2 separate regions of the Rattus norvegicus genome follow, and region 2 is linked to region 1. A link is a contact called in public Hi-C data. All regions are on one chromosome and are shown on one strand. The core of a region is the stretch at or near the end of the contact, and the rest is flanking DNA. Distances in the headings are between cores, read along the strand shown. Region 1 has its middle 12 kb from the start of Grtp1. Region 2 holds the start of Proz (protein Z, vitamin K-dependent plasma glycoprotein).

The links. A called contact is a pair of places that touch in the nucleus more often than the background predicts.
Region 2: a contact with region 1 is called in a Hi-C map of liver, with 3 times the contacts expected there. The contact joins the promoter of Proz here to the enhancer-like site in region 1. A contact is called at or near these places in 3 of 12 Hi-C or Micro-C datasets (hepatocytes, kidney and liver).

The regions. Positions count from the first base shown.
Region 1 is chr16:83,019,774-83,026,476 of GRCr8, reverse strand. It overlaps the pseudogene Map1lc3b-ps1. Among named protein-coding and RNA genes, the nearest start is that of Grtp1, 12 kb to the left of the region's middle. Within about 2 kb of position 5,231, at least 8 of the 93 cell types and tissues checked have an H3K27ac peak or open chromatin away from gene starts, as enhancers often do. A contact at or near this core is called in liver, where this site is marked.
Region 2 is chr16:83,161,390-83,167,625 of GRCr8, reverse strand. It overlaps Proz (protein Z, vitamin K-dependent plasma glycoprotein), which reads left to right and starts at 2,007. Exons shown (of 8, transcript NM_001309433.1): 1 at 2,007-2,104; 2 at 3,965-4,128; 3 at 5,737-5,761. The coding sequence starts at 2,023.

The DNA.
Region 1 (6,703 bases), core at 3,982-6,481:
CATCTTCTGGGTCAATGCGTGTCTGCCAATGCGTGTTTAAACAGAGGGATGGCACTCGTGACAACAGTGCCTCTGGCTTTCTTGCCCTGCTGCTGAACGGTGACTAAGCACATTTGGAGACGGTAGCCCGCGTAAGGAAATGCTCAGCCTTTTGGCTAAGATCAAGTGTGAGAGACTTAAATATGAAACCAAATAGGTTGCAGTATTTGCCAGCCTCGAAAATGCCTTAAGGCGGCACTGAGAAAGGATTTGTTCAGCTCCCAGGGTCGGGTCCACGTCTTGGGTTTAACAGAATCCTGGGTGGTGTCAGGCCTCCAGAAAATGCGGAAAATGTGGGATTGTCAGCCTCACCCTGTTCCTTGAAGAAGTCACCTGCTCCTCCCCACAGTGACCATCTGCGGGAGCCAAGATGTTCCTCCCTCCCAGAGAGAATGCAGCTCTCCCTGCCCCTCCCCTGTCAGCTGGCCCGAGCAGCCGGGGGGGGGGGGGGGGGGGGGCGGGGGGGTGGGGGGGCGGGGGGGGGCATCAGTCAGCTTGACAGCTGTTCGCCTGCCCTTCTTTCTCCATTTAGCCTAAGTTTAATTTAATATTTTTGACATGCATGTGGGTTTTTCCTTTTCTCTTTCCTTTTTTTTTTTAAAGATTCATTTATTTATTATATACGAGCACACTGTCACTGTCTTCAGACACACCAGAAGAGGGCATCGGATCCCATTACAGATGGTTGTGAGCCACCATGTAGTTGCTGGGAAATGAACTCAGGACACCTCTGGAAGAGCAGTCAGTGCTCTTAACCGCTGAGCCGTCTCTGCAGCCCCCTCGTGGCTTTCCCAAACATGGCTGTTGTTGGTTGACCAACCTCTCCACCTTCTGCCCATTTACCTGATTTGGGTTTGTTAGGGTTACATTAATCTGTTATTGATTGTGTGCACATGCGTGCACAGGCCCATGCACAGGTGCACACACACACACATGTGGAAGTCAGAAGGCAGCTCCCAGGAGACGGCTCTCTCGTCCAACATTCCCTTCCACAGTGTGGGTTTCAGGTACCCAGATAGTCACACTTGACTGCGAGGGCCTCTACTCAGTGAACCGTCTCACCTGCCCCTGTTCTGTGCTGTGTTTTGGAAGCAGGACCTCACTACATAGCCCTGGCTGGCCCTAAAGCTCTGGGGATTCTCCTGCTCCAGATTCTTGGATGCTGGGATTACAAGCCATAGCCAGCCATGTCCTGTGCATTAGCATCTGGAACATAATCTTGGGGAACTGGTGTGCCATAAAAATAGAGTTCAAACACAGTGGGCAGCTTGGCCATTTGTAGCCAAGTAGTCTGGAGTTTTTGTGGTACTGGAAAGCCAGGGACTAATCATGAACGAAGTTGACTTCATTCTTGACGTAGGGTCAAAGCAAGACGCTCAGCTGCCCCTAAGGGGCGGCCTGCACGCCAGTGGAAACTAATTTCACAAGTTCTGAGCACCTGGACTCTGGCCTGTTTATTTTTAGGAGCTGTTGACATTTATCAACAGCCAGTTCCCACCCCTGCCACTCCTTCCGCCAAAGCCTTACAGCTGTCCCCAAGGCTAGGGAAAAGGCAGTATCTGCTCCCAGCCTCTCCCACCCCTAGAACCCTGTCCACCAACGTCAGGGCTGCACGGTATTGTTTGCTTGTTTTGACTTTTTTATTTTTTTAAACGTATGTATTTACTTATGTGTGTGCATAAGATAATGTGTATGCAGGTCTCCGAGGAGGCCAGAAAAAGGCATCAGATCACTTGGAGCCGGAGTTGTGATCCACTCCACCTGGGTGCTGGGATGCACGTGACTGAGCAGTTCTCTAGCTGCTGAGCCATCCTCCCAGCCCACACCCTCTTTAAAGCTGGCAGAGTACAAACAGCAGCTTCCGGAATTCTCCCGAGTGTGGATTTAGGACGTGTGTCCATCACCGCCATTCCCTTCTTCCCACACTGCAGCTCCTCAGTCCTCCGCAGCCAGCGCTGCCACTCCCGTGTGCTGTCTGTCCATCCAGGTGCCGCCTCATGTGATAGAGCCCTGCTCACTCTCCTTTGTGTCTTTTTATTTCCCTCAGCTTTTGTGATCCAGGGAGATGGGAGTGCTAGGCCCTAGAGTGTGAACATGGGTTTGTTACTTTTGTCTCAGAGTGAACACAATTTTGTTACTTTTGTCTCAGGAGCTTCCCCAGATGCACCCCGGGTGATCCTTTCCTTCTGACTTATTGGACAATCTCCGGCTTGATAGGCCAGGGTCTGCAGAAGAAACCTCCAACAGAGGAGACTGTGAGGAGTGTCCCCAAGGGGCTCAGCGACTTAGAAGAGCTCTGACTATACAAATAGAATGCTTTGATTTTCTTCTACCAGAGCCATTGAAAGATAAGCAAACTTTCATATTTAATGTTTTTTTTAAAAAAGATGTATTTATTTTATTTATATGAGTGCACTGTAGCTGTTTTCAGACACACCAGAAGAGGGCATCAGTTCTCATTACAGATGGTTGTGAGCCACCATGTGGTTGCTGGGATTTGAACTCAGGACCTCTGGAAGAGCAGTCAGTGCTCTTAACCGCTGAGCCATCTCTCCAGCCCCGTATTTAATGTTTTAATTATACTTATTTGTTTATTTGTTTTTGGGGGGTCACCATACACAATATGTGCAGAGGTCAAGGAACAACTTTCAGGGGTCATTCTCTCCTTTTGAGAGAGGAGAAGCTAAAAATCACCCCTGACAGGTAGCCGGATAGGGAAAGGGTCACTGAGAGATAATCAAGATGTCGAACTTCCAGCTCCTTTTCAGTTCTTCTGACCTGAGACAAAAGGCCCTGTGGGTGCTGTGGAGGCAGGGATCCTTTTGGCAGACCAGTCCAGGGTGGTCAGATATGTACAAGGCCTGTCCTAAACATGTTTATCCAAAGCAGTGAGCCTCTCTGCCCCCTTTCTTTGTTTAAACAGACCAGCACAATCAGGGAAGGGGAATTTGCCCTGTGCTACCAAAACAATGGAACAATGTATAAGATCCAGGTCACCCCAGGGGATTTAGCTATCCGTGTCCTCTCTGTTTTGCAGGGACTCTTTTCTCTCTGTACTTTGCTCTCTGTTTCTGTCTCTGTCTCTCTGTGTTATTTGTGTTTCTGTGTATGTATGTGTCTGCATTCTTCTTCACTTGTAATAAATTCTGTAACTTGTTGCTGCCTTCTGTGTCTGAAACTTTATTTTCCTTTTATAAGTGTTATGTGCACCACAGCTATGAAGGACCCAAGGAGGCCAGAGAGAAGCATTTCATCCCCTGGGAATGGAGTTAGAGACAGTTGTGAGGCACCATGTGGGTGCTGGGAACTGACCCTAGGTCCTCTGCAAGAGCAGCAAATGCTCTTAACCGCTGAATCGTCTTAAGTACCCTGCCTTTTAATTCTGGTAAATTCTCACATTCTCCTAGCAGTAAAGAAGTATGACCTATATACAATAAAATTCACCCAGTTTGCAGTGGCTCTGCTGTGTGAGCCTCTGCAATGTACCTTTCCAATGCCCAGGCGTCTGCCAGCACCCTAGATTTTCCTCATGGATGGTAGGAGGTTTTTCAAGGGCAGCTGTAAACATCAAGGTCCTATCTACAGGGTGCTGTTGTTTCTGCCATCACGAAGGCCGTGCCAGGTATCAGTCACAGTTGAAGTCCCATGGACATTCTGCAGCCTCACCAGGACCTGCCTGGTTTACCTTCCCATCCCTTTATCCTTGTAGCCCCACAGTTCTTTGACTACTGGTGCTTTCTAGGTTTGTGTGTGTGTGTGTGTTTAAAAAAATTATTTATCATATATAAATAAATAAGTAACTGTAGCTGTCTTCAGACGCACCAGAAGAAGATCCCATCACAGATGGTTGTGAACCACCGTGTGGGATTTGAACTCAAGACCTCTGGAAGAGCAGTCAATGCTCTTAACCACTGAGCCATCTCTCCAGCCATCTTGTAGCTTCTTGCTGTCAATGGATCTATGTCTTCCTTACACACAGGAATGTCCCATGGGGCAAACTCTGCCTCTTCTCACCCCTTCTCTTCCCTTCCCTTTTCTTTTCTGGGCTTGGGTTTTGGCGGGGAGGGTATGATGGGCTTTAGGCACTGCAGGCTAGAGTCCTGGAAACCTACACTGTCACCTAAAGAGCAAAGGCTTGTGATCCTACCAATGTTGGTAAGGAGCTACATCAGGATCACAAGCCTCGCCACCAGGCACCCTCAGAGCTGTCCTCTTACGAACATCCACTGAGGTAAGTCTGGGTCTAGGCTCCACTGCTCCAGAGGAGGTCAAGAGCAAAGACACTCATTGTCTTTCCGCTTTTTTCTCCCAGTCAGAACCTCTGATGTCTCATGAGGAGTAAGAGGCCATGTTTGGGGGGGGGGGGTCACATGGTAGACCCAGTGCTTGCTTTTACTTCTCAGCGCACACACACACACACACACACGCGCACACACACACACACACACACGGGAGTCCTGTGACCGTTGAGGCCTTCAGGAAGGGCTCACCATGGCCTAGCGTATCTGAGCTTGGCTGTTCTCCGTGTTGCTCTAGCTGCCATGTAATACCTGCTCACTCGGGGGCTCAGTGGTTGTTAACCACAGAAAGCCACAGACAATGATTTTCTGCCATCTGCTTCATCTGTGGTGGGTTCACCTCATCCTGCGGTCTTCCGCTGGATTCTCAGGGGGCACTGAGGAGCCCTGACAGAGAGTGCTTTTCCATCCCCTCAAGGCAAAACAAAACCACTATACTCCCATCCACCTAAGGGACCATAATGGGGGCGGGGGCGGGGCAGGAAGTATGTTCTTCCTAGAAGTCTGGCCAGAGCATGGAAGCCCCAGTCCCTGCCACAGTCACACCACTGTGCACAGCACTGTTTTTGTGATAAATGCAGTGTCCCATTTAGAGTTCTAGGTCTTACACCCATCTCCCTAGAAACCCAGGTAATAACCTTCCAGAGCATAGGGAAGGGGCAAGAGAGCACTGTCATCAGAAGAGGAGTCTGCCTGGCTTCAGGGACCTTCTCTGAAAAATAATGACCGTCGACATCCTGTGAATTTGTGGGCCATGCCTTGCCCCTCCCCCCGCTTCCCTTCGTCCCAGTTTTGGTCTGGTAAAGCTGCCAGGCCCCGAACAGTGGTAGCAGCTGGGTGTACTTGCTGGGTTTGCACAATTGCAGCTGTGCCCTGTAGCCCTGCCAATGCTACCATCTGGAGGCTAGCAGTGCCCCCTGGTGGCGTCTGCGAACCAAGCATCCCTGGGACCTGGGTACAGAAAACTGGCCGGTCACACTGATCCACCACAGGACCTCAGGGCCTCCAGGCCCTCACAATGTCCAGCCTCCAGCTCAGAGAAGAGAATCTAGATGTAGGGAGCCTGGGGATGTGGGGGAAAAGTCACAGGGGTAGGCAGAGGTTAGGGGATTTCCCACTCCCTTAGTGTCAATGGGACAGAACCAATGAAGTAGCCCTCAGCAGGGCTGAGGAGACACACAAGGGACGTGATCTTCGTGGGAGTCAGATCGTCTGACCAGGGATACCTGCACGCCATGCTGTCACCATCCGAGAAGACTACCACGAAGACCACCACGCTATCCGAGAAGACCTTCAGCAGCGCTGGGGCTTCAAACAAAGAATGGAAGATGTTCGGCTCATCCAGGAACAGAACCCCGCCATTATAGATTGATACAAGGATGAGAAGCAGTTGCCCATCTTGGACAAGGCCAAGTTCCTTGTACTTGATCACGTGAATATGAGCGAACTCACCAAGATATTTAGAAGGCACCTGCAGCTCAGTGCTAACCAAGCCTTCTTCCTCATGAGCACAGCAATGGTGAGTGTAGCCACGGCCATCTCTGAAGTGTACCAGAGTGAGAGAGATGAAGATGGCTTCCTGTACATGGTCTATGCCTCCCAGGAGACACTCGGAACAACACTGGCTGTGTAAGACTAGGACAATGTCTAATGTTTGTTAAGCCCTTGCCAAGGCATAAAGGGACGTTACCAGTGGTAACCCACAGATCAGAACGTAAGCACACACATAGGGTATTAGGAACTGTTTCTCAGCCAGAAACTGAGCACCATGCAACTGCATTCGGCTTGGAAACTCATCTAAACAGAGCTATCTTGTGTTCAAACTTTAGAAGTTTAAAAATAAAATACTTTGCATCCTAAAAAAAGAAAAGAAAAGAAGTAGCCCTCAGCAAAAAGGTGTCAAACCCTCTCTGCACAGAGGCGTGTTCCTGCCTGCAGTCCTCCGTGCTTGTAGGGGAAGGCAACGCTACACTCTCTGAGCAGGAGTCCGAACGTGGACTTCTAGTAGGTTACGAACCCATCAGGTGGACTTAGAGATTTCACTCTCAGTGAGTTCATTAGCAGTGGGCTTATGGACACATTGAGTAAGTTCCATGCCTGACAGTGGTGGTGCGTGCACATGCCTTTAATCCTTGCACTCAGAAAGCAGAGGCGGAGGCAAGAGGATATCTGTGAGTTCAAGGCCAGCATGGTCCACAGAGTGAGTTCCAGGACAGCCAGGGCTACACAGAGAAATCCTGTCTCAACCAAAAACAAAACAAAACAAAACAAAAAACCCCAAACAAACAAACAAAAAAACCAAACTCCTATCAGAAACTCATGGTAATCATAGAGTCAGTTAAATCATAGCAAATGACCACAATTCA
Region 2 (6,236 bases), core at 758-3,257, 140 kb before region 1:
TAGGGCCGGTGATGGTTCTTCTTGGGTCAAAGACTCTATCTGGAATAAACTGAGAACTAAGTGGCTGGGCACACCTGTGGGGGACTTTTCCCTTGGTTGGATCTTTTCCAAGTGGGAAGACCCACTTTTAATCCAGGCCACGTGTTCTGCCGGCAGCCTATGTAAAGGACGCAGGAGACGGAAGCTTGTTCACTTTGCTGTTTAGCCTCACTCTGGCTGGCAAGCCAGTCCCTCGGCTGGAATGTCTCCCTCTTCAGGAGCCTGGTGTACATCGAACAGCAGCTGAGACATCCAGCCCTGGATACTGAACGGCGTTTGGATCCTGGTCCTGGACCGAAGACAGCCATTATCAGACCAGAAGGGCCTGTCTGTAAGCTACTCTGATAAATTCTACATATACAATACGATTAAAAGGAACATTTTTTTTAAAAAGCCAAAGAAAAAGCACAAGAAACATACACAGATGGGGAGGCCCACACAGAGGCACCATAAAAACACAAAATCTGAGGCCATAATGTATAATCAAAAGGCCCGTGAGGTAAGAAAGAAATGCCCAGCTGGAGCATCATGTGACCAAAAAAATCCCCCCAAAAGTCAACAAACAAACAAACAAACAAACCCTCCAAAAATACCATTGAGTTGGTTTTTTTTTTTTTCTTTTTTCTTTTTTTCCGGAGCTGGGGACCGAACCCAGGGCCTTGCACTTGCTAGGCAAGCGCTCTACCACTGAGCTAAATCCCCAACTCCTCATTGAGCTGGTTTTGTGTTGGCCATCTACTGGGTGTAGGACCTGTCTTTAAGTGTGGTTTGTACACCTACTGGGACTCCGTTGGGGAAAACTCACTTTTCCTTTGAGAGCAATTGCCAACTAGAGATAACTTCTGGGTTCCTGGTGGTGCTTGTGTCTACCTCCCCTCCCAGCGCTGGAAGCCATCTAGCTTAGACCTGCATGCTGCCACGTCTCTGAGTTCACACGTGAGTCTGTCCCACTGTATCGAGAAGGCCCAGTTTCTTTGTTGTCTTGTGTCCCCTCGGGCTCTTACAGATTCCCCACCTCTTCTTCCTCAGAGCTCCCTGAGTGCTGACCAGAAGGATTTGGATCCCTATTCTCAAGCTGCTGTTCTTGGTTTTAACAGTTGTTAATGGTGTGTAAATGTCCACGTGGGATGGATTCCCCACAGACAAATCTCTCCAGCCTTTTCCTAGGAGGCAGCGCAGAGACCTCCAGACTGCCTGTACGTCACCCTGCTTGATCCTAGAAAATTAATTTCCAGCTTAGGTCACTCACTACAGATACAGTTGAATTTGCTTCTCATCCAACTTTTAGAAAACAACTCCACAGTGTTTGTGTTGAAGATAGGGTGCTGCCCTCTCTGTCTCCTTCCCTCTCTATCTTAATAAATAATCGTGTTTATTTATTATTTATTAAAGGTGTCATTCGAGTTTTGCCCCTGCGAGTGTCCTACAGTCAACCAAAGATACAGGCACCAGCGCACTGGTAGAAGGACCCATTGCTCATGATACTTTCATGTACCCCTACTCCCGTGTCCCTGCGAGTGTGGCTCCAGTCACGCCTCCTGGTTTCCTCCCACGTGCCTCAGATCGCACTGTGCGCTCTCACCGAGGCCTCTCACCTGCCCGTCTCCATCATGGGATTTTGCACTGTAAAATCCCCTTCTCTGTTCACTCCATGTGCCCCCTCCCTTGTAAGACTACACATCCCTGTGGTAACCTCCTCCCTACTCAGTGCTGTGTCCAGACCCAGGAAGGCGCCTTGCAGGGAAAGGATCCGACCGATGCAGAGGCCCCTCGGTGTCTACCTCTCCCTAACCATAAAGGCAGGAGGGGAGCACAGTGAGAAGGAGCCTCTTCTGCAAGCCATCAACGCCGGGCGGGGTCCATGGGTCATCTAGACGCTCTATGTGTACTAAGGCACACATTGACCACAGTGCTTCCCGAAGCCCTGGACTTTGGTTACCTGCAGACTTTGCTCTGCCTGAGCCAGCCAGGCTCTGGGTCAGCATGGCTGACTGCATCTCACTGCACCGGGGTTTCATTCTCTCCTTCGTCCTCACCCTCGCCCTGCACCAGGTGGAGCTGTCAGGTAGGCATTTGCTGTTTTGTTCTTTTAAAGAACATTTTCTCTCCCCGCCCCCACCCCGGTTAATTTATTTATTCTTTCACTTTACAACCTGATTGCAGCCCCCCCTTCCTCCCAGTCCGCCCATCACACAGCCCCTCCCCTACCCCTCTTCCCCTTCTCCTCTGAAAAGGGGAAAGGCCCCCTGGGTACCAACCCACTCTGGCACATCAAGTAACTGCAGGGCAAGACATTTTCTTAAGTCAGAGTCTTATTTCTATAGTCCAAGCTGGTCTGGAACTTTCTACAGTTCAGGCTCTCTTCAGCTCTTGGCAATCCCCCACCTCAGTTTCCCACGTGCTAGAACCACAGGAATGAATCACCAGACCTAGCCATCTCATCCTCGGGACACTCAATGCTTCTGTAGATGATCTTGTCTGTAGGGGTCTGAAAGGACAAGCCGTGTTCTCACTCTCCCTCCTGAAAGTCAGTGTGGTAACAGCTGCTGAGAGGAACAGGGGCCTTAACAGGCCAAGTACAGCCTAAGTTGTGCAGGACGAGACCAGGCTGGGAACACCTTAGCCAAAGCTAGGCTGTAGCCTGTCCATGTACATGTCGGGTGTTCTTGTTCTGTGCCAGAGGCTGTGGGGCAGCCAACCCGAGCCTGGATCCATATCGCTCTCTCTACCCTGGAGCGTCGAAGCCTTCTGTGGCACTCCTGGCCCCTCTGAGACTCTGCAGGGCCTTCTGTGTTGTGGTTCCGGGCCACTGATCTTCACTCTCTCTGACTTCCGCACTCCCCCCATCCAGGCCTGACACTCGTCCTCACCAGTCACTCCATGTGGAACGGTTGCTAAACGCCAACTTCCTGTGAGGGTGGAGCCCACACGGGCAAGTTCTATCTGCCCACTCTCCACACGCACCCAAGCCTGAGCACAGAGCTGCTCAGAAAATCACTGTTGTTGGGTTGAGCCTGCCAAGCCTTGTGGTCCACGTCTACACAATCTTAGCCAAATGGGGCTACTTGGCACTTTCCTCAGCGGTATTGGGGGAAAAGATCGCCCAAAAAAGATGGCTTGCATACCTGCCGTCATCCTGTTGACAGTGACTGTGAGCTAGGTGCTCCTGGTGAGCAGGACCGTGTCTCTAAGCCCTGTGATGGCATCACTGTCCCTGAGGTGGACAAAACCTTGTTGCCACATCAATGCCAAACTGTGTGCATCTTCCTGGCAGCCGGTCCTCTCCTCAGACCACTGCTCTAAGTGTCCAAAGTGGCAGCAAGGGTAGGAGGAGCTCAGAGCCCAATTCTATCCTGTGAATGTGCAGGAAGGAAAACTGTGTGGGTCTGAGCTGTGCCTGAAGGAGCGACTTAGCCTACCCTAGTACACCCGGTCCCCAGAGCTGTCTGTCTGTCTGCCTGCCTGCCTGGCCAGGATTCCTTCCTACTGTGGAGAAGCCACTCAATGCCTGCATTCCTGTATTTCTTGTTCACACATGGACACCCTCCACTCTCCATGAAGCCCTTACCTGCTGTGCGTCTGCCCACAGGTGTTGCAAGATTTAAAATTACCAGGGTAGATAACACTGAAGCAAACAATGGTGTTCCTGCCCATGTCCTCCTACTACTGTGTGGACGCTTACCTAGATGATCATGGCTTCTCTGGGCCTGGATCCTCTATCCACAAAATGCCAATGTGTCTGCCCAAATCTTACAAGGGCCATCCACTCACTCAACCAATGGAAAGTACATGCCCAGCTGAGATGTAAGCAGTTGGTCCTGGGGATGCTCAGAGCAGGCCCTGCTGACCAGGGGGGAGCAGCATGCGCTGGCTGAGGCCCTGGGTGAGAGAGGGCTCCTGCTCACACTGTCCTGCCTCTCTGCAGTGTTTCTTCCAGCCTCGGAGGCAAACAACATTCTGCTGAGATGGAGGCGGGCCAGTTCTTACCTCCTGGAAGAATTCCTCCAGGGGAACCTAGAAAGGGAGTGTTACGAGGAAATCTGCAACCTCGAGGAGGCAAGAGAAGTGTTTGAAAATGACGCCAGCACGGTACGAAAGCCCTCGGGGCCCGGTTCAGGCACAGCTGGCTCGGGATCAGTTAGTCCATTTTCTTATGGTGGGGTTGGCGCAAGCCTGACCTCACAGATGAGAAGCCAGCCCTAGAGATGGCAGGGACCGAGGACCCCACTCTCTCTACACTCCCTTCTGGTCAGGCTGCCTAGCTGAGGAGACCTGTCCATCACGCCACGACCAAAGCACTCTGCCGCTTGCACGTGCCAGGGGAATTTTAGGAAGACGAAACCTTTCCCTTACAGACACACAGCGAGCACATTCCCCACGATCCATAAGTGGCTTCTTTCCTCACACATGCATGCACACTAGACAATCGGGTAAGAATTCGACACTTTTAATTATTCATAAGGTCTGCCACAAGCAGAGAGAGGGAGCCAAAACTGAAGCAACGACGACTATTTCCACATAAATACTTCAGAATTTGGTTGTAAAGCATTTAATAACAATTTCCCAGGCCGGGGTGTGGCACGCCGGTGGAGTGCTTGTCCTGCCTGAGGTCCTGGTTCAATTCCCAGAGCTGTGACAGTTTCACATGTAAATGTAGCAATATTTAAAACTGTTTGTGAATAAAACATTAACCTCTTTTCTATAGAGTGTTTAAATATTTTTAATTATAGTTTCCTAAAGGCCCCTAGGCTATAGAGGATCCTTCTGGAACAGCCCAACTGTCATCTAGAGAAAGCAAGGAAAAGTTTTTAAGTAACCTGCCCTAAATTCCAATCTGTGAGGGGAACAGCAATTGTGACATCATCCACACATCGTTAGGAGGTACGGTTTGGGGACATGCCACGCGTCTGAATAGCTCATTTGGACGAGGCCTCTGCTCTAGTCCCACCCCCACGAGCCTTCACAATTATAACAGCTTATTGGGAAAACAAAGTCAAGATTTCAGACCGACACGATGCATCTATTTCTGTAGAGTGAGGTGGGAAAGTGGCCGGAAACAAGGCACAGCGTAGCTTCCTGTGCTCACGCACTTCACCCCCTCCCTGTGAGACATGGTCAGTAACCTGCCATAGAGTATTCCACTCCTGTTCCGTGTAAATAGAAACCATACACGAAAAACCCACATCATCTCAACAAGCGAGTAAAATCCATGCATTCTCACCCCTGAGTCCATCTGTCTTAGTCAGGGTTTCTATTCCTGCACAAACATCATGACCAAGAAGCAAGCTGGGGAGGAAAGGGTTTATTCAGCTTACACTTCCACATCGATGTTCATCACCAAAGGAAGTCAGGACTGGGACTCAAGCAGGTCAGGAAGCAGGAGCTGATGCAGAGGCCATGGAGGGATGTTACTTACTGGCTTGCTCCCCCTGGCTTGCTCAGCTTGCTCTCTTATAGAACCCAAGACCACCAGCCCAGAGATGGCACCACCCACAATGCGTTGTGTACCCCCTTGATCACTAATTGAGAAAATTCCTTACAGCTGGGCCTCATGGAGGCATTTCCTCAAGGGAGGTTCCTTTCTCTGTGATAACTTCAGCTTGAGTCAAGTTGACACACAGAACCAGCCAGTGCACCATCCATGGTAGACTGAATACAGAAAGAATGTGGTAACATTCTTACTTTTTGCTTCCACAGGATGAGTTCTGGAGTCAGTACAGTGGTGAGTGCCCTTCCAGCTCTCTCTGGCCTGTGTTCCTTCCTCTTCAGCTCTGAGATGGGTCTCTGCTGAGGCCCATGGACTCATATTCTAAGCCTCTGGCTCCTGAGAGGGACAGGGTGTCTGCCAGGGAAGGACATTGGTGAGGACCACAGTGAGGCCTCTGGTTTTGATATCTGGGGGTTCCCAGGCAGCTAGGGCTCAGGCAACAGACAGGATTGCTCCTTCCTCCCAACCTCATAGCTTGTCCAACTTCTGGGAAGGAGCAAGCTGTAGGCCAGAAGTTGTTGGGTCAGACCTTGGCTGTGCACCATATGAGAGAACTGTGGCTGGAACCCTGATGTTTGTCTCGGGGTCTGCTCTGCAGGCTATCCTCAGGAGGAGCATGGGATGGGTGTCAGCAGAAAGAGGTGTAAGGCTTAATGGAGAATGTAGGGTGGGTGAGCTCAAGGACACTTTGAAATGAATGGGAGATTGG